5 separate regions of the Mus musculus genome follow, and regions 1, 2, 4 and 5 are each linked to region 3. Evidence: chromatin contacts called from public Hi-C and promoter capture Hi-C data. All regions are on one chromosome and are shown on one strand. Each heading gives the region's core, a stretch centred on a gene start, on an enhancer-like site or on the middle of the called end of the contact. The rest is flanking DNA. Distances are from core to core; before and after follow the strand shown. Region 1 holds the start of Yme1l1 (YME1-like 1 (S. cerevisiae)). Region 2 holds the start of Arl5b (ADP-ribosylation factor-like 5B). Region 3 holds the start of Otud1 (OTU domain containing 1). Region 4 holds the start of Abi1 (abl-interactor 1). Region 5 holds the start of Apbb1ip (amyloid beta (A4) precursor protein-binding, family B, member 1 interacting protein).

Region 1 (5,843 bases), core at 1,413-3,912, 3.5 Mb before region 3:
AACCCTTCTGCACAGGAACTCACCACCCAGCGGCTCAACAATTACTGCCTCCAAAAGTGGGAATTACAGTATGATGAAATTATCTGGTCTGACTAGTCCCATTCCAGGACTATTTGCAGATTCAAGTTATCTCGTTAGGACAAACACAAATGTAATCCATGGAGCTTATGAAATCATAAGCTTCATAACTCAAGAAATTCTAAGAATACAACAGAAGCTTGGCACAAGGAAGACTACAAAAATTAAGAATTTCTTTTGTTGTAGCATATTATCCAACTAAAAGATAAACTCCATATGGCAAGTATTTTTTCTACTTTAGTATTCTATGTTGCAACCCATGACAAGTGTGAATACAGAGAATGCTAAATAGGCATTTTTGTTAAGTGAATAAAATAATCGGCTCTGATTATAAACCAAGTCTAATAATTTAACTAATTCAACCCCTGACATTAAAATTAGCCAGTGTTATACTTCTTGCTGTGAACGCAGAGTCCCTTTAAAAATTATGCTTAATTCAGTTTCCACTATAACAGCAGTAAGAGGTGGAAGGCGATTAGCTAGGAAGAATAGCACAGAACTACAAACTGCTCTGTGCTACATGGGGTTGTACAAAACCCACAATAAGCAAGTATATAAGCCATGGAAATCCAGTCTTTACGCCACCAGAGTGGGTTTCCCCCTTGTTCTTTTGCTCTTCTACCATGTTATGCTGTCTACCTCATGATGGTATACTATTCACCATGCTTTCTTCATATAAATTAATATTATATTCAACAGTCTCTATCAGACATCTTTAATTACTAAAACTTCTCCAGACACTGTCATCCTAAAAAAACAGCATTTTCTTGTATCAAGCTGACCAACACAGAAATATCACTTTCCACCATCTCTCCCACTTACACTGAGTGAAATTCTATTACTTCTTTTCTTCTCTACTTTAATTTTTGTGAGACAGGTTGGCTGCCAAATCCTAATCCTCTTGACCCTCTCACCAAGTCTGGAATTAGAGGTGCCACACTAGACAAAGCAATTTCTTTTCCATAATTACTGAATGCCTTTCCTGTGTCAGAGCAACAGCATCCTTAAATCTACAACACTTACACTTTTGCCCTTTCATATTCTCCACACAAGAAGCCAGAGCAAGCCTCCAAATGACAACCTGGTCACAGAAATCAAATGAATCGAACTCTGTAACTGCCTCAAGGCTTCTCTCCAACCTCCCTTTAGCCACTCTGTTCTTGCCACATGGGCCTGACTTTTGTTCCTCACAGGATTTTATATTTATATTTTTCTGTCTGCCTGAAATTCCCGTTTATTTATTTATTTATTTACTTATGGTTTTTCGAGACAGGGTTTCTCTGTGTAGCCCTGACTGTCCTGGAACTTACTTTGTAGACCAAGCTGGCCTTGAACTCAGAGATCCGCCTGCCTCTGCCTCCCAAGTGCTGGAATTAAAGGCGTGCGCCACCACGCCCGGCGAAATATCCGTTTATTGTTCATCTTTATTTCCAGTGACTAGGAGAAATCTACATTTGCTTGGTTCGCTTGCTGCCTAAGTAGCAGCTAAGCAATTCCTTTCTCCATTAGTCTACCAATTCCATAGGAACACAAAAAGAGGCAGGTAGTAAGATGTAACGAACATTTGGGGGGGCAGTCTTTTGAGACAAGTCTCACTATGTAACATCTCTAGATTCTCTGCCTGCCTCCCAAGGAATAATCCTCAAGACAAGTTGATGGTGCATCTGGTGTGATGGTGGTGGGAGCCATGATCCCAACACTTAGGAGGCCAGCCTGGACATAATAAGGACTAGGACAGCAAAGATAGACAATGAAACCTCGCCTCAAAAAATAAAATATAATTAATTAATTAATTAAACATTGTTAACACCTTCCCCCCCAAAAAGAAAACAAATTTTAATGAAACAAGGAAAAATTAACATAATTTGGGTCCTGATTTTTTAAAAAATGTTTAAAATTTAATTGCAAGAATCTAATGATTCAAAAATGTGCACAAGTTAATTCTACCCAGAAAGAAAGAAATTGTGATGCTATTCGAATTATTAGAGTATGTTTGAACTAAATTCGGCTTGAAAGGAAAAAAGGGTAATCAGAAATAGATGGATGGAAAGAACACTGTCTTCTTTACCTTTCTCGCAGATTTCACAAATCCCCATCTCAGACTGTCCAACCCTAAACAGTCCCTGAATTGTCAACAGAAATTCTGTGCAAGCCAGTGGATACGCTATGTGATGTTCACCACGGTTAGTGTCAGGTCATAGTCTCAGCACTGTCCCCTGATCTCCTTTTCAGCCTGCGACTCAAACAGGGTTCGTCGCTTCCCTCACTAATTTTGCTTCAGAAACACCGATTCTACTACAGCATCCGGGGAAAAGTCGCAAAAGGGACGCAGGAAAACGCCTGAATGCTGGGCTCACCTGAGGCTGCACAGTGCTCGACAGGGAGAACATCTCCGGGCCCTCGAGATCTTACCGGCCAGCCGAAACTGCTTCTTAGCTTCAGCTCCGAGGAAAGGGGCTGAGCCCTTTTATTTTCTCTTTATTTCTCTTTGCTTTTCTCCCAGTTTCTCCCTTACTCCTCCCAGAAACGAAAAAATGGCTTCCCCTCCCGACAGCTGCTACGACGACATCTGCCCCGGAAGACCATAGGTACAGTGCTTCCGGAGCAAGCCTCCGCGTTCACCCCGCCCCCGCCCGTCAGCGCTCCGCCTCTTCCGGGGACTCTGTCACTTTGGGGTGGTTTTTCGAGGTTCCTATCACCACCTCCACAATAAATTGGATGTTCTTCTAGTCGCTCCTACTCTGTTTCTGAATTCAGTACGCGGTCAAACGCACTTAACGCTCACCCAGGCTCTCCACATTCTGTGGCTTCGCTAGCTTCCACACATCATCCCTAGCCATTGCTTTACTTAACAGTCGGCCTGGCTTCTAGCTCATGCGGAGGGAGGGAGAACTGCAGATCTTGACTGAGACTCGGAAGGACCCCACCAGACTACATAAAGTCTTAGTCCCTTGCTCATTGGCCAGAATGCACTGCCTCGTCACAAAAACAGCCCGTGTATCCGCGGCTGAGCCCCGCCCAGCGCCCCTTCCGGCAGCGCCGCCGGCTCCGCCTAGCGCTCCGCAGACTGCGCCCAGCAGTGCCGCCGGCCCCCACCCGTCGATGCCTGCTTACAGGGAGCCGGCAGAGCGCAGACGCGCGGTGACGTCACGGGAGGCGTCCGGCGTAGGCGAAACCTTTTGAATCTAGCTGGCGGGAGTTGCTGCTGCAGGGCGAGCTGTGCAGCAATGGAGTCCGCCTCGGCAAGTGAGGAGAATGAAGGAGGTGCGGCGATAGAGGAGTGCGTGAGTAGGATCCCGGTACCAAGACCACCCTCCATTGAGGAGTTCACCATAGTGAAGCCCATTAGCCGTGGTGCATTCGGGAAAGTGTACCTGGGACAGAAAGGCGGCAAGTTGTACGCAGTGAAGGTAGGCAGTCAGAAGCGAGAAGGTCTTAAATGGTCCTCCCTCGCGGACCTCCCTTTTGAGTTGTTGAACAAACTCTGGAGCTGCTGTACCACTAGCCTGGAATGCCCGGCTTACAGAAGCCTGCACAGTCCTGCTTGTTGACTGTGGGCGTTTAGGCAGACTGCAGTGAGCAGGTGTCTGTCCTTTCCCTTGCCCTGCCCTTCTCTGTATACTGAGAATCATTAACCCAGTGAAAATAGCAAAACTTACCCAACTGTGCCCTGGCCATTGTTAACAAATGAGAAAACTGCGACTGAAGGCAGAGGCTTGAAGCCACACCCATGACTCCTGAGTCATGTTTCAAATCAAAACGGCCTTAAGTACTTGTTGGTTATGTTTTCCTTGTTTGACATACATAATAGCCGAAATCTTGCTATCACAAACAAGATTGGTTTGTAGACAGTTCAAATCTCACTCTTACCAAAAGGAAGCTGCATTATATTCGAATTTTCTGTGACACAATTTATATTGTGAAAGTTTTTAATTGTAGTATTATTTATTTAAAGTATCACCGGGATTGTGAGTTTGTTTTGCTTTTTTACTAACTTGAGCTTCACCTGGATTAACTTCGGTACTTTGATTACGTTTGTAATGGTCACTTTCCGATGATGCTTTAATTCCAGCTCTTTGATAAGCAGGAGCAAGTGATGCAAAACCAAAATTTTTGCTTCTCAAGATTTCCATCGTGATACGTAAGCTGTAAGTTCATTTATTATAGAGCAAGTAGAAAGAAATGTGTCCTAAATCAAGCGTTTCTTATCTATATGTGATCGTAAAAACAGTCAGTGTTCACTTAAAATTGTTCTGTCCACCCTAGCTTCTCATTACTACTTTGTAATGAGAACATTACATTGTAAACATGACAAAGGAGGCTACTGGCTGGCTCAGATTCCTGGTACCCAGTGCTTGGAGACTAGCACACAGTTAAGATAAGCAGCCCCTTCACCTGACTACCTAAATGACCTCTTCCTTTGCTTCTTTCCCTTTAATAGTACCAATGTCACCTCTACCCTTCAGGCTAGAAACTTGAGTTGCCCTTATATATTTCATCAATACACCACATACCCTTTGTTCCTGTTGTCCCTCTGGAAAAAAATGTTTTGTTTTTGTTTTGTTTTGCTTTTTTCATTCACAAGTGGATTTCTCCCCACTTACTTGTTCAGTGATGACTTTTGTAAATTAAATAGTATTGAAAACCAGTTTTAGGGGCTGGTGAGATGGCTCAGTGGTTAAGAGCGCCGACTGCTCTTCCAAAGGTCCTGAGTTCAAATCCCAGCAACCACATGGTGGCTCACAACCAGCCTAAACGAAATCTGATGCCCTCTTCTGGAGTGTCTGAAGACAGCTACAGTGTACTTACATATAATAAATAAATGAATTTTTTAAAAAAAAAAAACAGTTTTAAGGAATAGTTCCATAGCCCAAAAAATTACCTTTTTGCCTATTCACAGTACCTCTTCCCTTAATATGTCAGCAGGTAACTACTATCCCTCTTCTCTCTGTTTTCTGTCTCTCTTTGACAGTCCCAAATAGCCTCAGACATATGATGGAACTGAGCATGACAAGCCTTAAATTACTGATACGTATGGCTCCATCCCCTAAGTGAAGCGACTACAGGCATGTACCAACAAGCCCTATGTACCAACTCACCTTCTATCTCTGCAAGATTGCCTTTTCTGGATAGTTCACATAAATGGAATCATACAATGTATGGTCTTTGATGTCTTCTTCTTCTTCTCTTCCTCTTCCTCTCCTTCCTCTTCCTCCTCCTCCTCCTCCTCCTTTTTCATTTGCCTGGTGGTTTGAGGCTCATCGGCTTGAATTTCTGTACTTAGTTGGTTGGAGTAGTTTCCTAACTAGAATCATTAACTTTACTTTAATCCATTCTTTAGGTTGCAGTTTGCAGGCCAAAATCCAGGGTCCTTAAAAATTCAGTCAGATTCCCAATTTTTGGCCCTTGATCTCTACTTTATCTTCCACCTAACCTATATTAAAGCAACATCCAGGCAACTAACTGGTCCCTCAAAGCCATGACTTATTTCCACACCTCAGGACTTAAGTTTATCCTGCTTCCTTCTTAACTGCTTTTGTTCTACCTTTCTAGGCTTTTCAGCCATTGTTTTGTTTTGAGGTTTACTTAATTCCCGGGAAACCTTCTCTGATTTTCCAAACTCAACTCACTGAAATTGTTACTTTGTATGTTGCTGAGATATTTGCTTTTCCTTCTCTTAACACCTCAAGCAGTCATTAATTATTGATACGAAAACACCAGTTAATCTCTCCTGAAAATATTTTGGGTACCTTGGCATGGTACCA
Region 2 (5,399 bases), core at 1,604-4,103, 4.6 Mb after region 3:
AAATCTTGGAAGCGTTAAGAGGAGAGCCAAAACACGCAGTCCCCATATAGGCAAGCAAGTATTCTATAAGAACACATGGTGCCGGGCATTGGTGGCGCATGACTTTAGTCCCAGCACTCAGGAGGCAGAGGCAGGTGGATTTCTGACTTCGAGGCCAGCCTGGTCTACAGAGTGAGTTCCAGGACAGCCAGGGCTACACAGAGAAACCCTGTTTCGAGAAAACAAAAACAAAAAAAAACAACAAGAACAAAAACAAAAAAAAGAACACACGGACAACCATAGGTTAGCTCCACCTGTGATAATTTATCAGCCTTCTATTACAAAATGAAAGACTACAAAGTTCCATTAGACAATGCAGAGCTTTGTAACTTATCCCCAGGAAGATATCACACATAAAAGGATGCTTAGAGCTCTTTAAAAAACTGAGGCAAGAGTGAGGACATACTGAATGACAGATAAGGGAAAGAGCCTGTAGGTTGCTGTCAGTTCTCTGACAACCATCACCCCACTGGCTTCCAGACCACCTCACTCTCACTTAACAGGTAGAGTGAAGACTTGGACATATTATTCCAATGCTAACTCTACCTGGGCACCATTGAATAACTGAAATGAGCAATGGTGAGAAAGATGCCAACACTGGTACTTAATTTGTTGCTACAGAAAACAAAAATTCCAGACTATTGTATGAGTCCGATCTCATTATTCCCCATCAGGAAAATACCTAATGACCAAACCCTTCATGGGTCCCTACTGCTTACTGCCTTGGTCAGCATGTAAGAAAGACCCTTGGTGATCTAATTTCCTGGTTACTTCTGCAATCTCATCAAACAAACAGTAATTAAACCATGTTCAATTTCTTTAAGTGTATCCAACGTACCTCTTTTCAAGCAGCAGTTCATCTGCCTACACCAATATGCCGGATTCTACTCTGTCTACATTCAACCCAAACTCCTATTCCTCATTGAGTCTGTGTACACCTTACCCTGAAAGGCTTCTGCAAACCACCTGAGAAGGATCACTCCCTGGCACCATCAGTCCACACTTACAAATGTCTGCACATTTCGGCAAACAATTTCCTACACTAACTCTTGAGTGTTCTATGAGCACAGATTCTGTTCTGGATCTCTGTAGCTAACTGGGTCTAATCTGAAGGACTGGTTTTCCCACTAGAAGAAATTAATCATGAGCACAGAGAACACAGTGATACAAGCACCTGTCTCTACATTTCAGCAGGAAAGATAAAGAAATTCTAAGATGGCTCTAGAAAAACCAAACAATTATGTAAAGGCAGGCACAGGGCACATGAAGGCTTCCATCATCTTCAATGACTGCCCTTTTCATCTCCCCAGCCCCATTCCAGTCTGAATACGGAATCCTCTAATGAACAGGGATAGCAGCAATAACCTACTATAAAGGGAGAACCAACACTCTGATCATTTTTATTGCTAAGGTGTGTGTGTGGGGGGGGGGGGGTTGATAAAAGGTAATATTGCGTAATTCATTTTTATTTACACAAATTTAATTGTGTAATCAATATATATTTAATTATATGTTGAAATTGTTCTTGACATAGTACTTTTACAATCATTAGAAAATGTTAAGTTGCTGAAAAATAGTGCATGACATTACTGAGAAACATCGCCGGGAGCTTCAGTTTGGACACTCCAAAGTCACTTAAAAGGGAGTATTTATCTGTGGTACTTGCATACACACACATGTGCCAGTGTGCTTGCATGTATTCATAAGCTTGAAAGGGGCTTTTTAAAAATCAGCGTTCAGAACAAGTGAATTAATGCCATTCAAAATGATTTCACGGTTTAAATCCACAAAACAAAGGACCTTAATAATGGCAAAGACTTGGTACCTTCATAAAAACAAAAGTAGTTTATAAATCATGCCCTACAAAATGAAACAAATGGGAACAAAATTTGGTCTTAATACTCAGAAACCATTCTGTTACAAGAAAGACGAAGACTTTATCATTGGACCCCTTTCTGTCTAGTAGTGACTCTTCTCAAGACAGCATTGCTTATTCTGCCTCGGAACAGGTTTTACAACTTCTAGGTAATTCATGACCTGTTCTAGAATAATTACGGCCACGTAACATCTTACACATAACCGAGAGCATTTAGATTTTTTTTTTCACGCCTACGGGGAGGAGGGGAAGCTGTGTGTATGTGTAAAAATTTCAGAAACCCGTGCACCTGAATACTCACTCATTCTAAGTCTTGACGAACAGAAATCAGAGCCAAGTCAGACAACGTGAAGGTGCATTGGCATAGACAAGAGGAAGGTAAACAGTGCAAAACTCCTGTTTCGTGTTAAACAAACGGAAAGTTTTGGGTTCTCGGGGAGACACTTTCTTGGGGCTAATCAGACCTAAAAGATGGTTCGCTGAGACCGGAAAGGCCCGCAAACAGATTGCAGGAATATGTTTTCACCTTGGTTGGCTAAAAGCTGCACACGCGTGGGATTCCTGGCCATCGGGTGCGTCCCCTGCCCGGGCTCCGGGTCCCCAGATCCGAGTTCTACCCCGAACCCTATCCAGATCTCAATCTGGACTTGCCAGCGCCGCGTCCACCCTCCCGCCGGCCTCACCTTGGTTACAAAAAAGGCTCCACAGTTTAGCGAAGATCAGCCCCATCATGAGCCCCGGACGGGACAGACTTCCTGGGCAGCACTCGGCGGCAGGTGCCGCGGCGCCCGCGGTGGAACCGAGGGGAAGCCGATCCGGAGCCGCGGAGCCTCAAGAGTCCAGCGAAGCTTTGGTCCTCCGCGGAGCCGGGAACCGCCGCAGACTCCTTTGTTCGCAGCGCGCTGAGCCCAGCCCCGACCCGTAGTCGCTCGGTCTGCGCCCACCTACCCTGCACAGCCTGGGCTGGCCACGAGCCCCGCCCCCGCCCCGCCTCCCCACCTACGCCCGGGACCACCCATCGCCGGAAGGTCGGCACGTGACGTCGGCGCGCTGACGTCAGCGGGCGCCTGGGACGTGGCGGGTCCTCCCTGTACACTTCCGGTGTGCGGATGGTGGGCGGGCTTGGCGTCTGCGGAGGCGGGGTGTGGCCGATCTGGGGATTTCCTCGGCGCGCGCTCCCTCTCCTGCCACTCTGAAGAAACGCGGACTGAGGTCCAGAGCAGCGGTCATCCCCGAGGCCTGGCCACCGCGTCCCTCGCTGCTGACCGCCTGAGGAACCTCAGCTGGCGCGGTCCTCTGACTGAAGCGGAGGAGTGGGTTTCCGTTCCTGTCCCAGTGTTGGGATTCTAGCGTGATTCTTAATTCTGAATGGAATTGATAGGGACGTGCGTGCTGGAATGCCTGTAGCCAGGGTCCAGTTAAGTTTCTAAAATCAAAGTGCCATCAGTTTGGCCAAGCGTTAGGTGTGGTAGTTAATCTCAAAATCCTTACCAGTTGAAACTGGAAACTTCATAGGCCAGACTAGTCCTTGAGGCCACCTGGCGGGCCCCACATAACCAGAGAAGAAGCCTGCCAGCCTGACCTTGTAACAAGGTAAACTGTCCCATGACCTATTCCAAATAAAACAAATGAGTATAGCTTAAGATGCCCTGCTAGTGGCCGGGCGTGGTGGCGCACACCTTTAATCCCAGCACTCGGGAGGCAGAAGCACGCGGATTTCTTGAATTCAAGGCCAGCCTGTTCTACAGAGTGAGTTCCAGGACAGCCAGGGCTACACAGAGAAACCCTGTCTCGAAAAACAAAACAAACAAAAAAAAGATGCCCTGCTAGTGCTACACTTCAAAGGACAGTGAAGACTTGAAAACTCGGGTACAAGATCACAACAACTTCTTGATACTAAACCATAGCTCCAGCCTCTCCTACAGAGGAAAAGTTGTACTGATCCTGTTCAAACATAGCTTTAATGATCATCCGTTGGACTACAAATTTGAATGAGTTTGTGGTTGCGCAAACTTATCATTTCTACTTTTGGCCTCATTATTAAAAAGCCGACTTAAGATTCTCTAACGCCCTTTTCAGGTTAGAATTTAGAAATTTGAAAGTTTTGCTAACCTGAAGGAAAAGAAACTTACTCTGACTGAAACAAATGATAGATGCTCACAAATACAGTTGAATATTGCCTAAACTAATAAATGCTGATGCATGTACTGATGTTAGGAAAAAATGGAACTTGTTTATACTGTACATGTGTATTGACTATATATGTATGTATATATATAATACATTATATATACATATATATGTAATGCTTGTCAGAAATGTAATGAAAATAGAAAAATCTGAGCATAAGCGTCTTAAATGTAGCTCAAAAACTAAATACTTTTTCTTTAAATATCCCTTTAAGGTTTTGTTGAGACTAATTTCAGTGTTGCCTTTGGTATACAAGAGGTAATATTGATGTGTATCATGGTGCCACTTGAAAATGAATATAGTTTGAGTTCATGAGATAAGAATAACTTCGTGAAAATATTATGAAATGACAACTTTCAGTGAAGTAGAATCCCATTAAAATGTCTCCAACAAAATATAAGTACTAAATTAGTATAAAATAAACTGAAGTTTCAAGGAAGTAAAATGTTAACTTACAAGGCCTAAAAAAAGGAAAATTATATAGATTAGGAGGAACCAATGTAAACTGACCAGGTGATACTTGGAAAAACTTGATATATTTGGCATTGAGTTCAACTTATTAATCAGTTAAGTTAGATCAGTTTGTACAGGCCTTGAAAAAAAGAGAGTTCAAGAAACTGTGTGTTCTGCCAGCTCAGGAAAAAAAGCCACTCTTCAAAAACATCAAACATTTTCATGTCAATTACAATTTTAATCCAGTTTGCTGATTTCCAGATGAACCAGGGTTGATTGAGTGCCCATACGGAAGTTCTTTTCTGCCATATGGTCGAAGAAATCAATATAATTTCATTCAGGAATATCCTATTAGACACTTTTAGATGCTGTAGATGATTAATTGTTGAAAACAATTTAATATCATTCTTGAAAGTAGAAAAGAATGTATTGATAAATTTCTGATGAAGTTGTTTTAAAATTCACAGAGGTTACACAATACCTTGAGCTTCATAATTTTTGCTAGACCAAAATATCTTTAAGTTTATGACTCTGCTCATATGTGAGCAGTGTGGCTTTTTTCTCTCCTCTGTACTTCTGGGATCACCATAGCAAGCCTCCCCAGAGTTTTCTCCAGTGAGTCTCCCAACAGGTGCTTGGAAGCTGTCACCTTGTGCTTATCATTTGGAGACATGCTTACTGTCTTCCTGGATCCAGGAAAGGCACAGTGGTTTGTAAAATACCCTTTGTAGGATGGTTTTGAAGCTGACCCATTTTGTGCGATGCTCATGGTCCTCTCCTCTTTATAAACAATGTACCCTGCCTTTTGTTACAATCTTGTACTTAGGGCGAGGCCTATTAC
Region 3 (5,285 bases), core at 1,875-4,374:
ATTACACTCCCTTGTTCATTAGTCAATAGGCACAGATAAAATTTGATAGAATTATAATTAGAAATAATAAGAGCAATTTCTTTAGCCATTTCACCTTTCAATTATATTTCATTGAGACTTACCCTTTAATATGACTAGACTTCCCATTCATGTGAGAATTTGACAAACCTCTCAGGATTCTGGGACATATTTACACTTGAAAAAAATGTGTACATTTAAAAAAAGTTCTTAAGAGATTTGGCTACTTAAAAACCACTCTACCCAGAAAGATGTAAAAGTATACATTTTATTCATTCATTCCATCAGCTGAGAACTGCTACATTGTACAAATAATTATTGTACAAAAAAAATCACAAAATGTTACAAAATAAAAAAGTACAAACTGCATTACCTAATAAATACACTAAAAGTAGTTAAAGTGGCAACATGGATTTTTTTTTGATGGGGGGTGGGGTGGAAACACTGTTTGACCCAGCAAACCATACAAGTGGCTTACATTTTTACATAATACAAAGTGAATTCTATTTTGCCTTTTGGAAGAACTTTAAAACGACAGAATATTAAGACAAAAGCTTCCTGCTAAAAACAGTGTTGAAATCAAGAAGCTGTATAATGCAGGAGGCTGACCTTCTCACAAAAGTTCATAAAAGCCTTTCCTAAGTTGATGAATAAAACGAACACAATCGAGAACACCAATCTACTCTATAAACATAAGAGTACAGAATTATCATTCTGCCGTCAGCAAATAGCAGACTTCAAGTAAGGCCTGGTACTGTCATTAAAAAAAAAAAAATCGTCCCAAAGCTATCCCTTCCTTAACTTCTTCAAAATGAACCATTTCTTAAAAAAATAACATCTTCTCTCCCCCCCTCCCCAATAGGTTTTTTTCATCAAAATGGAATGGGCTAATCATCTGGTAACATAATGTGTCAATATCCATTTGAAATAATTAAGAATTGTGAAATATTCCAACAATAAACTAGTTACTAAATCACAAACTGAAATAAACTTCATAGAAAGCACTTCTCTGGATTCTGCTTAAAAGCCATTTCTCGAAATTGGAACAAGGCAATAGATGAAAGTACACCCATTTTTAAAAATGTGCAAAAATACATTTTTATAGAAAATAGACTACCAGGAATGAACAAATTCATACCGTGAGACATCAGCTTGCAAATTAAGTAGCACTCACTTTATACAGCAAATTTTAAATAGCAGTAGGCTCACCCAAAGCTATCAGGAAACATCATTCAGGTGCCCAGCAACCTGCGGCTCTGAGAGGACATTCAAAAACTGATTAAGGCATTACACCTAAAGTCAGTCTACTAGGAAAGTGAAAAGTGCCATTACCCTAATTAGAGTTCGTGTGGTTCTCCCAACACAACTGACACGCGCCATTTCCCCCAACTTGTCAGGTCCTCAGACTTTTCAAGAGCATGCATTTTGTTCAATATACATTTTGGACAGGGATATGGCCATGGACTTGGCAAGTTCTTCATCGCGTTTTTTCTGTATCTGGGTTTGCTTGCACCAATTGTCATACTCTGGGTTAGGATAGGAGTGGTCAAAAACAGCATCATAGTGTCCATTGCTGAGCCAACTGAGCCAAATACTGGGCCGTAGAGAATCCTCTGGGCCCAGATAGTGGATCATGGTAGACACGGTGGGGCTCTCCAGCCTCCCTCCAGTAGTTAAGTGTATATTCACATTCAGCATCTGCCCCATGGCCAGCAATTCGGGATATCCGGCCCACGCCCCATCTTGGGCAGCAGCGATAATAAACTCCCCCACGTCGCCCTCAATGAGTGGGCTGAAGTGGTCCAGGTGGTCCGCGATGTAGTGCACGGTCTGCTCCCTCAGCTCCCGGTGCAGGCTCTGGTCCCCGTACACAGTCTTGCTGACAGCTCGGTAGAGGCAGTTGCCGTCGGGGATGATGTGGAATCGGTACTTGTTTCTCTGCCTCAGGTACTTGTCCTGCCTCTCCACCTCGGCCAGGTACAGGGCTAGCTTCTCGTCCCTGGGATCCGCCCGGGACGTGCCTACGGCTTCGCCTTCGCCGTTCTGGGCCGGCTCGCCGCTGCTCCGAGCGGGTGCCGGAACCGGGTGAGCCTCGGCTTCGGGATCTTGCCGTCGGAGCGCGTCAGACCCGGAGGCGTCGCTGCGACCGCTCGCCCGGTCCCAACCCCGGGAACTGCGCTCCGCCCGGCGCTCTTCACCCCACGGGCCGGAGCCCGGGCCGGCGCCGGGCTCCGGGCCGACGGGGGCCGGTGCAGGGGCCCGGTGCTGGGAGGCTGCCAGGGCCTGGCGGTGCTCGCTCAGTCGGAAGTTCCTGTCCGGAGCGTCGCGGACGGCGTTCGGGGCCGCGGGCTCGTCGGGCCGGAGCAGCTCTTCCAGCAGCCAGGCAGAGGAACCGCGACGCGGCGGCGAGGGGGCTGAGGGTGGCGGCAGCAGGAGGCGCTCGGCGCCCAGGGCCCGCACGGCGATGTGCGCCGTGGACGTGAAGTGCGGCGGCAGCGGCGGCTTGCTGCACGCGCCCGGCGGGGCGGCGGCGGACCCGGACCGCTCGAAGCAGGCAGAGAAGGCGGGCATGGCAGCGGCGGCGGCGGCTTCGCGTGGTTCGGTGGCCGCGGCGGGTGGGCGCTCTCCGGTATCCGGCTCCGGGGCCGCGGCGGCGGGGCTGGCTGACTGCAAGGAGACCTTGAAGGCGGCGGCGGCGGTGGCAGGCGGGGCGGCGGCCGTGGGCCCCGGCGTGCCCGCAGGGTAATGGGTGCACACGCTGCTGTAGAGCTGCATGGCCGCGGCCGCCCGCGGCCCCTTATAGCTGCGAGCCCGGCTTGGAGACACACCCTCGGGCGCAGTGCCCCGGAGCCCGAGAATAGCGCTGAGCTCAGCGCCGCGGGCCGCCGCGTCAGGAGCCGCGAATAGCGCCCGGGCCGCGACCCAATTCGTGCTGCGCCACAGCGCGCGGGCGGTCCGAGGGCACCGGAGGGCGCGCGCTCGGCCGGGGACTCGGGCGTAGGACGCTGGCGCAGCTGTGCCCCGCGCCGGCCGCTGGGGACGGTTGGAGGAGCTGCCCGCTCAGACGAGCGCCGCCCGCCCGCAAGCAGGAGTGCAGCGCGCGGATGGTAGGAGGCGGGGCCGCGCTTGTTTACCTCAGGCCGCGCGGCCGCGTCACGTGGTCCCACAGGAATGCGCGCCCCATTCAAGCGGGGCGGCCCCGCCCTCCAGCGGAGACCTCATGGGCGTGGCCGGGGAGGGCGAGGCGGGGGCTGGACTACGGACATGCGCATTGAGTGCGCTCCCAACCTGACTACGGTTGCTGGCTGCCTGGTACCTGGGAAGCAGATCTGTGGGCTATGCGGCTGTCCTGCTGTGTGACGCTGTGGCGGGACCAGCGTTGCTGGGGCAAACAAATAGGTTGGAATAACGTTTTTCTAAAACACTTCCGGACTAGGGACTGAGCTCTACCTTCAGGGCCAATGGCATTCAACTTCTTGAGTCGTTTCCTCCAGTTAACGTGTTTGGGTCTGGTCTACACGGTCTTGCTGCCCCGCTAAGCAAAAATAGACGTTCCTGCACTGCTAACTTAAGTCACCTAGGAAATGCAAGGGCGAAAGGAAGGCTTTTCAACAGCCTTCCTTGGAATACCAAATAACATGCCGCCTTAAAGCCTTTTGAAAGTAGATCGCGACTGTTAAACTTTGAGGCAAGAGGCACACAACCTGTTTTCTGGAACAGCACAGCAAAATGAAATAACAGACTGAACTGTGCTTCCTCTGCAACGGAAAGCCAGAGTGTTATCAAATTGGTACCTACTTGCAGTAACAGTAGCTTTTGCCTTATTCTGAGTTTCAATCCAATTTTAAATTTAGTTTCCAGATATACAGATTGAATTGGAGACTACTTCTTGGTATGGAAAAACAGCCTGCAGGTTGTACTACCTGCGCGCCACCATTCTGCTTGGAACATAATTTATGCTTGTTACTAGGGTCTCTCGTTGGGGGTTCTTAGTCTCCTTAATCAAATAAATTTAAAATGTTCAAAAGGAAGCTCGGGGGGGGGGCAATTTTACTAGAGTTTGAGAGGGTAGGCAATCTGCTAATCTTGGCAGGTGGCCAGAGAAGGGAAGGGGGGGAAAAAAAAGAAAAAAAGAAAAAAAGAAAAAAAAGCCATGCCCTTTTAAGTTAGGACTGGAAAAGGCAGGCCAGCAGGTTCAGCAATGGAGTTTGGCCAGCGGTTGCTCAGGGAAGGGTTGGTGTAACCCGCCTATCAAGACTGGAATGGGTGTATACTAAACAGATATACTAACCCTGTTATTTACCCCATTGGGAAAAAAAAAAATGGACACCTCTCCCCCCACCCCCACCCCGCCTCCGTACACTGATAGGCACATATGCCTGCACACACATTAGAATTCCTCCTAGGGATCTATCTCCTGCTGGGAGGGAAAAAAAAAAAAAAACCGGCTGAATCCCTGGGGACATCCAGAGAAGAAACTTATCTTCTGGAAATGACCTTTCAGGAGAGATTTGGAGCTGAGAAAGGAATGGATTGGGGACCACATTTGCCAGTGTTTAGTTAGGCAGAGCTTTTGTTTTGTATTTGAACCTCATCCTCAGGAAACCCAACTCCAAGGCAGAATTTGTGGATTAGTAAGATCTCTGTGTCCCACTTTCCGATGTGGCCACATTGAATAAATCTCCTTTTCTTTTTCTTGTGGCTTTCTTTTCCTTCATTAATTTGGCACTTTTAGCTGCCTTACTGAAGAAGGATGGCCGAACTTGAGTTGGAACACAGTTTGTAACCCATAATTCTAGTAATAGTAGCTTTAGAGAAAAGTAAAACGGCACAGAATGTCCATAAAAGCATGCCTGGTATCTTCAAGCAAACAATGCAAAAGAGGAAATGACCCTTTTCTGAATGAGAGCTCAGAAGAGAAGGCAGGCCAGACCACAGGGCTGTTTTCCAGAGAAGGCCAGTGGCCACAAGGTGGGCAAGGTCTTCTGGGAAGGGAATGTATATTATCTTATTAAATGAATTATTATCCTCCTCGTTCTCCATTACATAGCTTAAATCTATAGTACCTCCATCCTGGGCTGAGCACAGAATGCTCGGATTCTATTCTTTTGACCAGGAGAAAGTAGCTTTGTCTTAATGTTCTTTAACAAAATATCTACCTTTTGCCTGGTAATTTAAGTCAGAAAGAGGTACTTCCCTTTGTAGGTGTTGGGAAGGTGTGCTCTGAAGTTCTGGATTCCTAATGCTTGAGTGAAACGCCATCTTGT
Region 4 (5,502 bases), core at 2,305-4,804, 3.4 Mb before region 3:
AGAGTATCAGCGATGGCAGTTCGATCCAGAAGAAATCATAAGACTCTGCCAACCTGCCTCAGTCCTTGGAAGTGGCAAGAAGAAAAACCACCTATGAAGTCACATCAAATGATGACCAGCAATGGATGGCAAGGTGAGCCAATACCATACAGCATTGTCCACTGTCTGCTAGGTTATATTTATACCCTTTCTAAACATCACACGTTCTCTCAAGCATCGGCTCTAGCAAAACATCACATACCTCTTTTCCAGGCTGCTTTCATAGAAACACCACTTCAGCTTTCTAGACAGATTATATTCTTACTCATCAAAAGAGAAGTCATGCCTGGCACTGGAATCCCAGCCCACTAGCCAGGGCTAATGAACTCATGGATCTTGGAGGAAAACCTACAACCACCACTTTACTAAACCAGCATAATCCATAACTACACTCTAAATATGTTTCCTATGCCTGTAGGTAAATGTAGTTCTCACTCTTCAAGCAGGAAATTTCTCCTTGCCTCATACGAAGACCATTACAGAAAACCAGAACTGATATAACCCTGTTTTCGAGACAGGGTTTCTCTGTGTAGACCAGGCTGGCCTAGAACTCAGAAATCTGTCTGCCTCTGCCTCCCGAGTGCTGGGATTAAAAGCATGCGCCACCACCCCTGGCTGGAGAGATCACTTTAGAAGAGGCAGATTGTAAGAGCCAGAGGAACCCGAAGCTAGCTGTGAGATTTCACCTCCTAGAAATGACAACCAAAGTGTGGACACTTTGCCCCTTCTTAGAATTGGAAACAATCACCCATGGAAGGAGTTACAGAGACAAAGTTTGGAGCTGAGACAAAAGGATGGACCATCTAGAGACTGCCATATCCAGTGATCCATCCCATAATTAGCCTCCAAACGATGACACCATTGCATACACTAGCAAGCGTTTGCTGAAAGGACCCTAATATAGCTGTCTCTTGTGAGACTAGGCCGGGGCCTAGCAAACACATAAGTGGATGCTCACAGTCAACTATTGGATGGATCACAGGGCCCCCAATGGAGGAGCTAGAGAGATCTGCAACCCTGTAGGTGCAACAACATTATGAACTAACCAGTACCCCGGAGCTCTCGACTCTAGCTGCATATGTATCAAAAGATGGCCTAGTCGGCCATCACTGGAAAGAGAGGCCCATTGGACACGCAAACTTTATATGCCCCAGTACAGGGGAACGCCAGGGCCAAAAAGTGGGAATGGGTGGGTAGGGGAGTGGGGGGAGGGTATGGGGGACTTTTGGGATAGCATTGGAAATGTAATTGAGGAAAATACGTAATGAAAAGAATATTTAAAAAAAAAAAAGAAATGACAACAAAGCCTCACCCACTAAGTTTCATCAACATGGCTATCTAAACAAGACCTGAATTAGAACAGGAACAGATATTATTAACAGGAAGAGGAAATCTCATCCACCCTCAACCCTTGACAAAGAGCTATCGGAAGCTAGCAAGAGAAATAGTCATTCCCAAGGAAGAGCACCCGAACTGGATATCCAATGTCAAGGTCAGCCTTGACATAATGTACATACATATGGATTATAGAGACTGAGCAGGTAGGTTTACATGTTTTGGAAGCTATACACATACACATATACATACACATACTAATTTAAGAAATAGAGGTCATGATTTTGAGAAAGAGAAAATGGGGGGCTACATAGGGAGAGTTGGAGGAAGAAAAGCAGGGATGCTATGATTTTATTATAATTTAAAATTATATATTATATATAGTTATATCTTAATTAAAATTATAATATATAAATAAATGAAGGGGGACAGGAGAGATGGCTCAGTGCTTAAGTGCATGTATTACTTTTGCAGAGGACTGGAGAACAGCTCTGAGTCCTCATGTTGGGTACCTCACAAGTGCCTATAACTCTAGTTCTAGGGACATGTACTGTGTTTAGTCTCAGCAGGCACCTACACTCATGTGCACACACCCACAAACAGACATACTCTCACACGTGTAACGTTTTAATATTTGGGAGGAACAAAAGGAAACAAAGAAAAGTAACGAATGCAGTCCTTCTCGATGAACACCTGTGGAGGGCCCAGATCTTGGCTGTTGAGAACAGCAATAAACACAGATGTGCATGTATCTCTGTGGTATGTAAACATACAGTCCTTTGGGCATATACCAGGAAGTGGTGGGGCTGAATCATATGTTAGTTAGCTCTATTTTTAGCTTTTTGAGGAACTTCCACCCTGGTTTCCATTGTGGCTGAACTAATTTACATTTCTGGTACCAGTGTCTAAGATTTGCCATTCCCCATGTCTTTGTCAATATTTATTGTCATTGTTTTCAACAACAATTTCCAAAAGTTTGCTGAGTACTGTTGTTACTTCAAAAATTGTGATTCTCAGTGAGTCCCAGAGAGGACTGGAAATATAGGTCTGTAAATAATATTTAAATTTAGGCAACTCTTTTCATAGCCTATTATTTCAAAATAATTTAATAGTTCTGGTGATATGACAGCTTGAAATACTGTCAAAGACCCTTTGAGACATTTGCAGAGCAAGTGATAAGAAATAAGAACAAAACAATTTTGTACAATGCAAGACAAAAACTCCTCCTCCTCCTCCTCCTTCTTTCTTATTTTTTCCTCTTCTTCTGTAGTTTCTCCTCCTCCTCCTCCTCCTCCTCCTCCTCCTGGTTTTTCAAGACAGGGTTTCTCTGTGTAGCCCTGGCTGTCCTGGTACTCACTTTGTAGACCAGGCTGGCCTCGAACTCAGAAATCCCCCTGTCTCTGCCTCCCAAATGCTGGGATTAAAGGCGTGTGCCACCACCATCCGGCTTTCTTTCAATTCTTTTTTTTTTTTTTAAAGATTTATTTATTTATTATATGTAAGTACACTGTAGCTGTCCTCAGACACTCCAGAAGAGTGGCATCAGATTTCGTTACGGATGGTTGTGAGCCACCATGTGGTTGCTGGGATTTGAACTCGGGACCTTTGGAAGAGCAGTCACTGCTCTTAACCACTGAGCCATCTCGCCAGCTCCCTCTTTCAATTCTTTAGGGTACAAATTATCCTTGCTTCATTTGTTTCTGCAATATCAAGCACTACTGCATGATGTACATCTGAGAATTGATAGTTTTCAGGGTTTTAAATGAATTGGGGCATAAGTTAAGAAGGCAAAGTCTCTCTTACAAAATTGAGGAAGTCAGGATTCAGATTTCTATTTTTAATCGTTATCTGATTGGATGCCTTTGACTTACTGACTTTCCTAAGTAAGTTCTGCCAATTTTCAATGTTCTCATAGGAAAAATTTCGTTGTCTAGATCAACTTGTGGCGCCATCTTCTGGGGCCTTAAGAAGACTCTCAAGATTTAAAACTGTATTGGTTTTTTTAAAGTCTTCCTAGTTTTTGGAAGTTCCTTAGACGCATGCGCGGCCTAGCCAGGAAGAAACTACAATTCCCAGAAAGCATTGCTATAGTGGATGGGTGGGGGACTCCCGTTGTCATGGGGGAAATGATTCTCGCGAGAAAGTGAGCCTGTGGCGGCTGTGCGTCCTGGGTGGAGGGGGTGGGGGGGAGGAGGCGGGGAGAGTAAGGAGGAAGAGGAGGAGGTGCAGTCCCACAATACCCGGCGGAGGGAGGGTGGGTGGTTGGCGTCTGGTCTGTGCGGAGCTCGGGTCCCCGGCGGACTCAGCTTCCTCTGTCTCTTTAATGCGAGAGGAAGCGATGCGGAGGGGTGGAAAATGGCAGAGCTGCAGATGTTACTAGAGGAGGAGATCCCGTCTGGCAAGAGGGCGCTGATAGAGAGTTACCAGAACCTGACCCGGGTGGCGGACTACTGTGAAAACAACTATATACAGGTGAGGAGCTTGAGCGGCCGGCGGGGGCGGCTGGGACGACAGGCAGGCTGGGCGCCGTGGGGACTGCCCTACTCCGCCACCCTCCGCCCCAGCCCGAGCGGCGGCCGCCGCGGCGATACAGGAAGTGGCCGCCTTGAGAAAATGGGTGAGGAGCAGGGCCGCCGCGGGCGCCGCTGACCCGATGCCGCTCCCCGCAGCCTGCCCGGGGCCGCCTGTGCTCCCCACAGCCTGCCCGGGCGTTGCTCCCTAAAGCCTACCCCGGCCGAGCTCTGCTTCTCGCCGTCTGCCCGGCCCAGCTGTGCTCCCCACCACCTGCCCTGGCTGAGGTCTGCGCCTAAACCCCGCCGCTTTCCCCGCCAGGGATCTGTTTCCTGCAGCCTTCCCAGGCCGGGACGTGCTCCCGGCAGTCTTTCCTTCCCGGTCTCCGCTCACTGCAGGCCGCTCTTCTTAGTCGGGCTGTATTCAGCTTTGCCTCTTTTGGCTGCGGTTGGTTCCTAAGACCCCCCACAGCCTTCCCTGGCTGGGGTCGGTCCTGGCTGAGGTCCCCCTGGAAATCCCGCAGCCTCCCTTGGTCTCCTTGGAGCTCAGACTTCGCTGTCGCCCCCATGTCCGGTGTGATGAGCCTAGGACTGGGACAGCTGCGAGAGGAATGGGCAGGGAAGGAAAAGTGGGGTGTGTGTGTGTCGTTGGAGGGTGGGGTGAGGGTGATTATGTCAGTTCATCCTAGAGGGTGTGCCTTTTATTTATTTAAAAAAATTGTCACGAGTCACATTTGTACAGACCTCCTAATCGAGTGCGGAGAGTGACTGCTGAGGGTGTGATAAAATCCATATTAAAATTCTTTTAATTGAAGGAAAAATGCGTGCTTGGCGATTTTCAAGTTGGGCTTTTCCTCTTCCACCTCCTCATATTTACTTCCGCTTTAGCATAATGTATACTCGTTATTATAAAGCACGAATGATTCATAGGGAAATTCAGTGGGAAATCTGTTAAATACTTTTCTTCCTCTAAATGTTCTTGGACTGTTGGCCTTGAACGCAGTAGTGTTATCGTGGTTGCTTATGTTCTGAGATTTCTTTCTATACTGAGTTAATACATAGAAGAATATGAATAAAGTAGATTAGCAAACATTATGTAGTCTTTAAGTCATAACATAGAATTGCTCCTTAATTTATCAGGAAATTCTTGGCACTTTTACTATGCCATGCTTGCTTGTGTTTATCAGCGATTGTAAGTGAATTGTATGTAGTAGTTTGACTTGTCCCTATGGTTGAGTAAAAATTAACAGTTTTCACTAGAAGCAAATACAGTAGTGGAATTCTTTGTATCAGATAATGAGAATAGAAATTCATTTCTTGTTGATAAGGCAAAACCAGAACAGTCTTTGAAAAATAAGGAATATTGTACTTTGGACCTGCAGTATTTCTTAAAGTGCCTTTCATGTGATTATCATTTTCAAGAGCGGCTAATTTCTGTTCTAGCAGATTCCTGTAGATTTTGTTTTCAGAAGGAGATGCTGTCTTGAGACTTGTCTGAGTATTTGTCATTTTCCATATTAGTAACATTCTATCTGGAGTGGTACTCCAAGGAGTTTGTCTTCCTACTCTCGTTTCCAGCCTTTGACTTTGGTAATCTACTCATAAACTTGTTGAATGC
Region 5 (5,097 bases), core at 1,999-4,498, 3.1 Mb before region 3:
ATAAACCTTTCTCATGTACAGAAAAGTTTACAACTTTGCATAATGTACTATCCAACTCTGTGTATAAAGAGCATATGAAGCAAATGAATCTCATGTTCATAATGATTACCATGATATCTCGTGTATATGCAAACATTCTATCCTCCACTTCTCAAAAATCCAAAAAATGAAACTTCTGGTCTCAAGAACTTAGATAAGGGGTTTAAGTTGTTACCTGCTTAAAAAAAAATTAGGTACTACTGCCACATGGTGATCCAAAGGGAACCCAAGTTTCAAGAGAAAGAAGGAAATAGGTTTAATAACATGGTTCTTAGTGATTCAGGTTTGTAGTCAGCTCACAGGAAATGTAGTCTTGATCTGAAACTCCTGAGTCTGGACTGAGAAGTGTAAGGGCTTGGTGTGGTATTTTATCTTCCATACTGCCTCAAAATTGGAACCAGGGAACAAACTGGGTCTTGGGGCTTGAGACATTTTGAATCTCAATGGTAGCGACAGAATTTGGCTGGGAAGTAGGGACCCAACGGTGGCAGTGGTAGCTTCTATTCCCCAGCTGTCCCCAAGCCCTGCCTTCCCATCTGTTGAACTGGGAGAGGCATCAGGTCTTAGTGTTGCTCTCCTCTTTTCTCTAGGGAAGTACTATTTTTTCAGATATATTAAGATGCCTTTGAAAGTTAATTCTCTGACATAACTATTAAGCATATATACATCACTATACAACCAGTTTCCTTGCCAAATACCCTTAATGTATATTTACAATGTACATACAATATAATTCATTTATAGTGAATTCATATAATATTTGAACTTTTAAGATACTTATCATTTGGGACCAGATAATTGATATAAAACACAAATTTCATATTGAAAGGATCAATCATGTTAATTAAAAAATATTCAGTCTTGAGGCTTAATCTAACCTCATGCCACATGTCAGAGTTCAGACACAGACCTACAACATAGAATTTATTTAGCATCTCCAAGGGGCAGAAAAGGCATCCAGATACTTAGCTGCAATATACAATTTTTCTCACATACATAATTATCCAAAACATTGCATAACATTCCAATTATGTGCATAATGTCCATGCTTGTCTTATTTATTTTAGATTATTCCATTTTGAAAGTACCTAAGATCACTTATGATGTTCAATAATGTTGTAAAGGTTATAGTTTCATAGACTACAAAGCACGAATTGAATTTATTCTAAAGAATTGTAGATTTGTTAAAAGGCTTACTTATCAAAATAGGTAAAATGAAATAGAAAATGACTAGAAATAAATAGAAATAAAAAGCAACAATGCCATTTGAGAATTCAAAGTAGCACAACTCACACATTCATGGCAATGAAGTCCATAAATTGCTTACTATATAATATGAAAATATCTAGAGCTTTTTAAAAATCTGTGACATACAATGAAACTATAGTGGAGAACTATACACTCTCAGAATATAAAATTTCCAAGAAAATGTAGTGGATGCTGCAGAGCCCAGTGAGTATGTATAATTAATTACACATTTCAAAGTTGCATTTCTCAAAAACTAGTAACTCAGGATTGTTGAAATGCAATACAATGGAATGTTGGCAACTTACATAAGGACCAGAAATTACGTTGCTTTTTAAGAGGAATGTCTCAGAAACAAAACTCATCAAAAGTGTTTATATTTCAGCTTATAACAAAGTCTGTTGGCACATTCTCCTTTTCCCTCTGGAATTGAATACAAGATTGAAGCAGCATGTGATTCACCGGATTCCTTCTGAGCACTGTTAGTGTCTCCATTCTTATGTGGTATAATCTCATTTATCCCCGAGTTCCAGTGTGGTTAAAATAATGTAATTAAGTTCATCTCTGTGTGCTAGTATCCTAAAGATGTAGAGCAACAACTGGAATCTCTACCAAGTACCAGAAAGGTCACAAATATTTATAAGAATTTACAAGTTAAGTGCTAATAGTTTGAAGATGACATTACATTTGCTAGACTCTGAGTTCACTGATCAGACAGGAGACACCACCTGGAAGGACATTGGGTACAAGCGACTCTTTTTCTTATCTTCTGCTATCTTGCTAGCCAGCATTCCTCTTCAGGCCCACGTGCTCCCATTTTAGGGAGGCCCAGAAGGCAAAACCCTCGGTTTAGTATGAAAGCCAAAGTTTCTTTTCTGAAGTTTCAGTTTGGAGTCCCAGATTGGCGCACTTGCTTTTGTTCACACCATATCACTGCCGGTATGGAGGATAAACCCACAGCCTCTTGTCTGCTCAGTTTTCCCCTTTACTCGGCGTTCCCATCACAAAACTACTCTTTGAACAGAGATGCTGAGACGCTCTAGGAGAGCACATGTCACTCTGCACCTTGGTATGAAAGCTGAGAAATACATCGCCAAGGGGAATGAAGAGGTACACGTGATAAAGTCCGAGCGAGGGGCCTGTACTGGGGGTTCTAGCGGTGGTGGTGGCAGTGGTGGTGGTGGTGGTGGTGGTATACAAGAGCATTCTTGTCTTTCAATATATAAAGCATTTTCTGAATCTTCACTCCAAACTAAATTAGGAAACCCTTGTCTGGTATTCAAACTTATCCTTACCACATTTTTTACAAAGAAAAGGAGACTGAGAGGGAAAGACAGGCTTCAAAAAGCAGAACTGCAGTTAAAGTTTTAAATGAAGGGAAACACTTTGAGCTATGTGTCCTCTGACTCTCAAATGAGTCTCCTCAGACTACCACTTAATGTGAGGTGCCCTAAAATGCCTCAGGGGATGTTTTGTTTCAAGATTAGCTCAATTTAATGTGGGGTCCCTGAGACCTGGTAACATTTCTTAAGCAGAAAATCTGTTAAAACAAAACGCAGTGGGGAGAAGAGGGAGCCACAGGTCAAGAGCACAAGAGGTGCCCAGGGGACCTGAAGCTTCCTGGCTGCCAGGGGAAGGGGGGGGGGGCGTGTTCACGTGGCCGGTGCGTGGACCTGTGCCACAACTGTTGTCTCCCCCACCCCCATAGGACACGCAGTGTGGCAGCCTGAGTACCCCAAACCCGTGCGCAGGACTAGGGTGCCGCTTACCTTGACTGCTGGGAGGAGGGTGCGAGGGGGGCTTGCAGAGATGCGAGGAGGCTGTGCAGAGATGCGCGGGGCTGAGCCAGAGATGGGCCGGGTTGAGCCTAAGTGCACCGGAATGAGCAGAGATGAGTGGTTGGCGCCTCTGGGCTGGACCGGCCTCGAGGCGAGGACGTGGGCTCAGGGAGGAGGAAGTGCTTTGAGCCCTGCCCACCCGGCGGCGCAGACTCTCGGCTTTGCACGGAGGTGCTAGCTAGCAAAGCCCTGGAGGAGAATAGACAGACACCAAGCCCCGCCTAAAGGGCTCCGCAAGTTTAGCAAGTTCGGGTTGTTTTTTCCAAACCCTGTCCACCCCTGGAAGAAAACACTTCCTGCCCTAAGGTCAGAGAAAGCCTTCTCTCATCTGTGTGGGTCTTGTGTTCTTTGTAAGAGTCTGAGACTAACGCCCAGATGCTAGTCTGAAGGGTTAGTGCTCAAGGGGTGCTCAGGACTAAAAGTCTCAGATTAGCTGAGAAACTCCCTACAAGAGAGTTCACCAGTCAGTAACACCTGCAGGCAGTTAGTTCCCAAGGAGATCTAAATATCAACCTACGTTGGTTACAATTTTGAGACTTGAGCGGAACAGATGTAAGTTCCCTTTTCTGCCCCACAAAACCGTCAAGCTCCCTGAGCATCTGCGCAGCCTCCACTTCCCCCAAGACTGCCTCCTTTCACTGTTTTAATAAAAGGACCCTCTGCTTCTGTTGAGGCCTGTCTTCCGTTTATTTTCACATCGTGTGGATCAATCCCAATCTATTAAGTTCCACAAAGGGTAAAGGGGCCAGCTTATTTTGCAACAGCCTTCTATGTCTTTACCTCAACCCTCGCTGCACTTCCTCAATCTGCCATTGTCTAAGACTTCCTGGACCAGCCCAGAAGGGGACGTTCCAGTTAGGGTGGACAGAGAAGTGGTGCAGTGTGATGGCCTTTGTGCCAGAGTAGATCTTTCCCTGGGTGGAGGTAAAGGAAGGGCTCAGCAGGTGTCTGTTCTCAGTGGAGACTACTCTGATGATGGGCTGTGGTCCCTCCAACATCTTTATTTTTTAAAGTCAGAGTGTAATTGTCACACTGGCTGTCCTCGAACTTACAATGTATATCAGGCTGGCTTCGAACATATAGAGATCCTCCTGCCTCTCATGTGCCACCAAGATCACTTTCTGGTTTTGTTCTTATGATTTTGTTTGTTCATAGCTTGTATATCACAAGATTGACTGGGACTCACTCTGAGAGAAAGTGTTTAGGGAGATCTGAAAATACAGCCACTAAAATCAATTATGATTTTAAATGATGATTGAGTTAATTTCTCTTCCTCTACACAGCTGTGTCTTTAAGGGTTCACTGTAAGGCAAAATGGTGGAGACATGAAGATATAAATTAGACATATAATTAATTTCAGATAGTTCCAGTACTCAATGGGAGACTATATATAGTTTGTCTAAGAAGAACATAAACAGCAGTAACAGAAAGGATTGCTGCTTTGCTGGATGGCACACCCTACTCCACAGAAAACAGCTAATACACTGCATAGTCAACATGCTGAGAAAGAATAAAAGGTGACGGTATAAAGTAATGGTTATGCTGATAGGGCTTCTATGTCAATTGGAGTTGTGGAAAAAGATCAACCTTATGACCAGCATTTGAGTCGGACCTAAATGAAAGGAGCCATCCAATGATGTTAGGAGTTTTACACAAGAATATCCTAGAAAGAAAGGTTGATACCTCTAAAGTCTTCATTTAGGACAGCCCTTGAAGAGCCTGGAAAAACATCAAGGAAACTAGTAACAGTATGGCCTTGGGTGGCGAGAAGAGAATGGAAAAGAGACGAGGTTATGAAGGACACGATGACAAGATGGTTGTAGAGGCTGATGTAGTGAGGTGGGATGCCATTGAGAGCAACAGAAAGCAAAAACAAGCAACAGGATGGAGAGCGATTCTCCCGAAGAGAAAAGATGGTCAGAGAGTTCTGATGATAAGGACCAGTCATTCAGAAGCTCGAAAAGCATCCCAAGAG

Evidence for each region. Promoter capture Hi-C pulls out the DNA fragments that hold promoters and counts their contacts. Hi-C and Micro-C count contacts between places; a contact is called where the count stands out from the background.
Region 1: a Hi-C map of uterus shows a contact between it and region 3, with 7 times the contacts expected there. The contact joins the promoter of Yme1l1 here to the promoter of Otud1 in region 3. A contact is called at or near these places in 1 of 39 promoter capture datasets (pre-B cells) and 1 of 484 Hi-C or Micro-C datasets (uterus).
Region 2: a contact with region 3 is called in a promoter capture Hi-C map of pre-B cells, with 4 times the contacts expected there. The contact joins the promoter of Arl5b here to the promoter of Otud1 in region 3. A contact is called at or near these places in 3 of 39 promoter capture datasets (cranial neural crest, liver and pre-B cells) and 3 of 484 Hi-C or Micro-C datasets (CD4 T cells, muscle stem cells and olfactory sensory neurons).
Region 4: a contact with region 3 is called in a promoter capture Hi-C map of cranial neural crest. The contact joins the promoter of Abi1 here to the promoter of Otud1 in region 3.
Region 5: a promoter capture Hi-C map of pre-B cells shows a contact between it and region 3. The contact joins the promoter of Apbb1ip here to the promoter of Otud1 in region 3. A contact is called at or near these places in 1 of 39 promoter capture datasets (pre-B cells) and 1 of 484 Hi-C or Micro-C datasets (B cells).

The regions. Positions count from the first base shown.
Region 1 is chr2:23,153,324-23,159,166 of GRCm38.p6, reverse strand. Yme1l1 (YME1-like 1 (S. cerevisiae)) reads right to left here and starts at 2,662. Exons shown (of 19, transcript NM_013771.5): 1 at 2,436-2,662. The coding sequence starts at 2,468. Mastl (microtubule associated serine/threonine kinase-like) reads left to right here and starts at 3,143. Exons shown (of 12, transcript NM_025979.4): 1 at 3,143-3,488. The coding sequence starts at 3,306.
Region 2 is chr2:15,052,774-15,058,172 of GRCm38.p6, reverse strand. Arl5b (ADP-ribosylation factor-like 5B) reads right to left here and starts at 2,853. Exons shown (of 6, transcript NM_029466.5): 1 at 2,599-2,853. The coding sequence starts at 2,644. It also overlaps a transcript of Nsun6 not described here.
Region 3 is chr2:19,655,570-19,660,854 of GRCm38.p6, reverse strand. It overlaps Otud1 (OTU domain containing 1), which reads right to left and starts at 3,124. Exons shown (of 1, transcript NM_027715.2): 1 at 1-3,124. The coding sequence starts at 2,793. The coding sequence ends at 1,429. Gm3230 (predicted gene 3230) reads left to right here and starts at 2,958. Exons shown (of 1, transcript NR_033642.1): 1 at 2,958-5,049.
Region 4 is chr2:23,038,293-23,043,794 of GRCm38.p6, reverse strand. Abi1 (abl-interactor 1) reads left to right here and starts at 3,554. Exons shown (of 11, transcript NM_001077190.3): 1 at 3,554-3,846. The coding sequence starts at 3,730.
Region 5 is chr2:22,772,478-22,777,574 of GRCm38.p6, reverse strand. Apbb1ip (amyloid beta (A4) precursor protein-binding, family B, member 1 interacting protein) reads right to left here and starts at 3,248. Exons shown (of 14, transcript NM_019456.2): 1 at 3,054-3,248.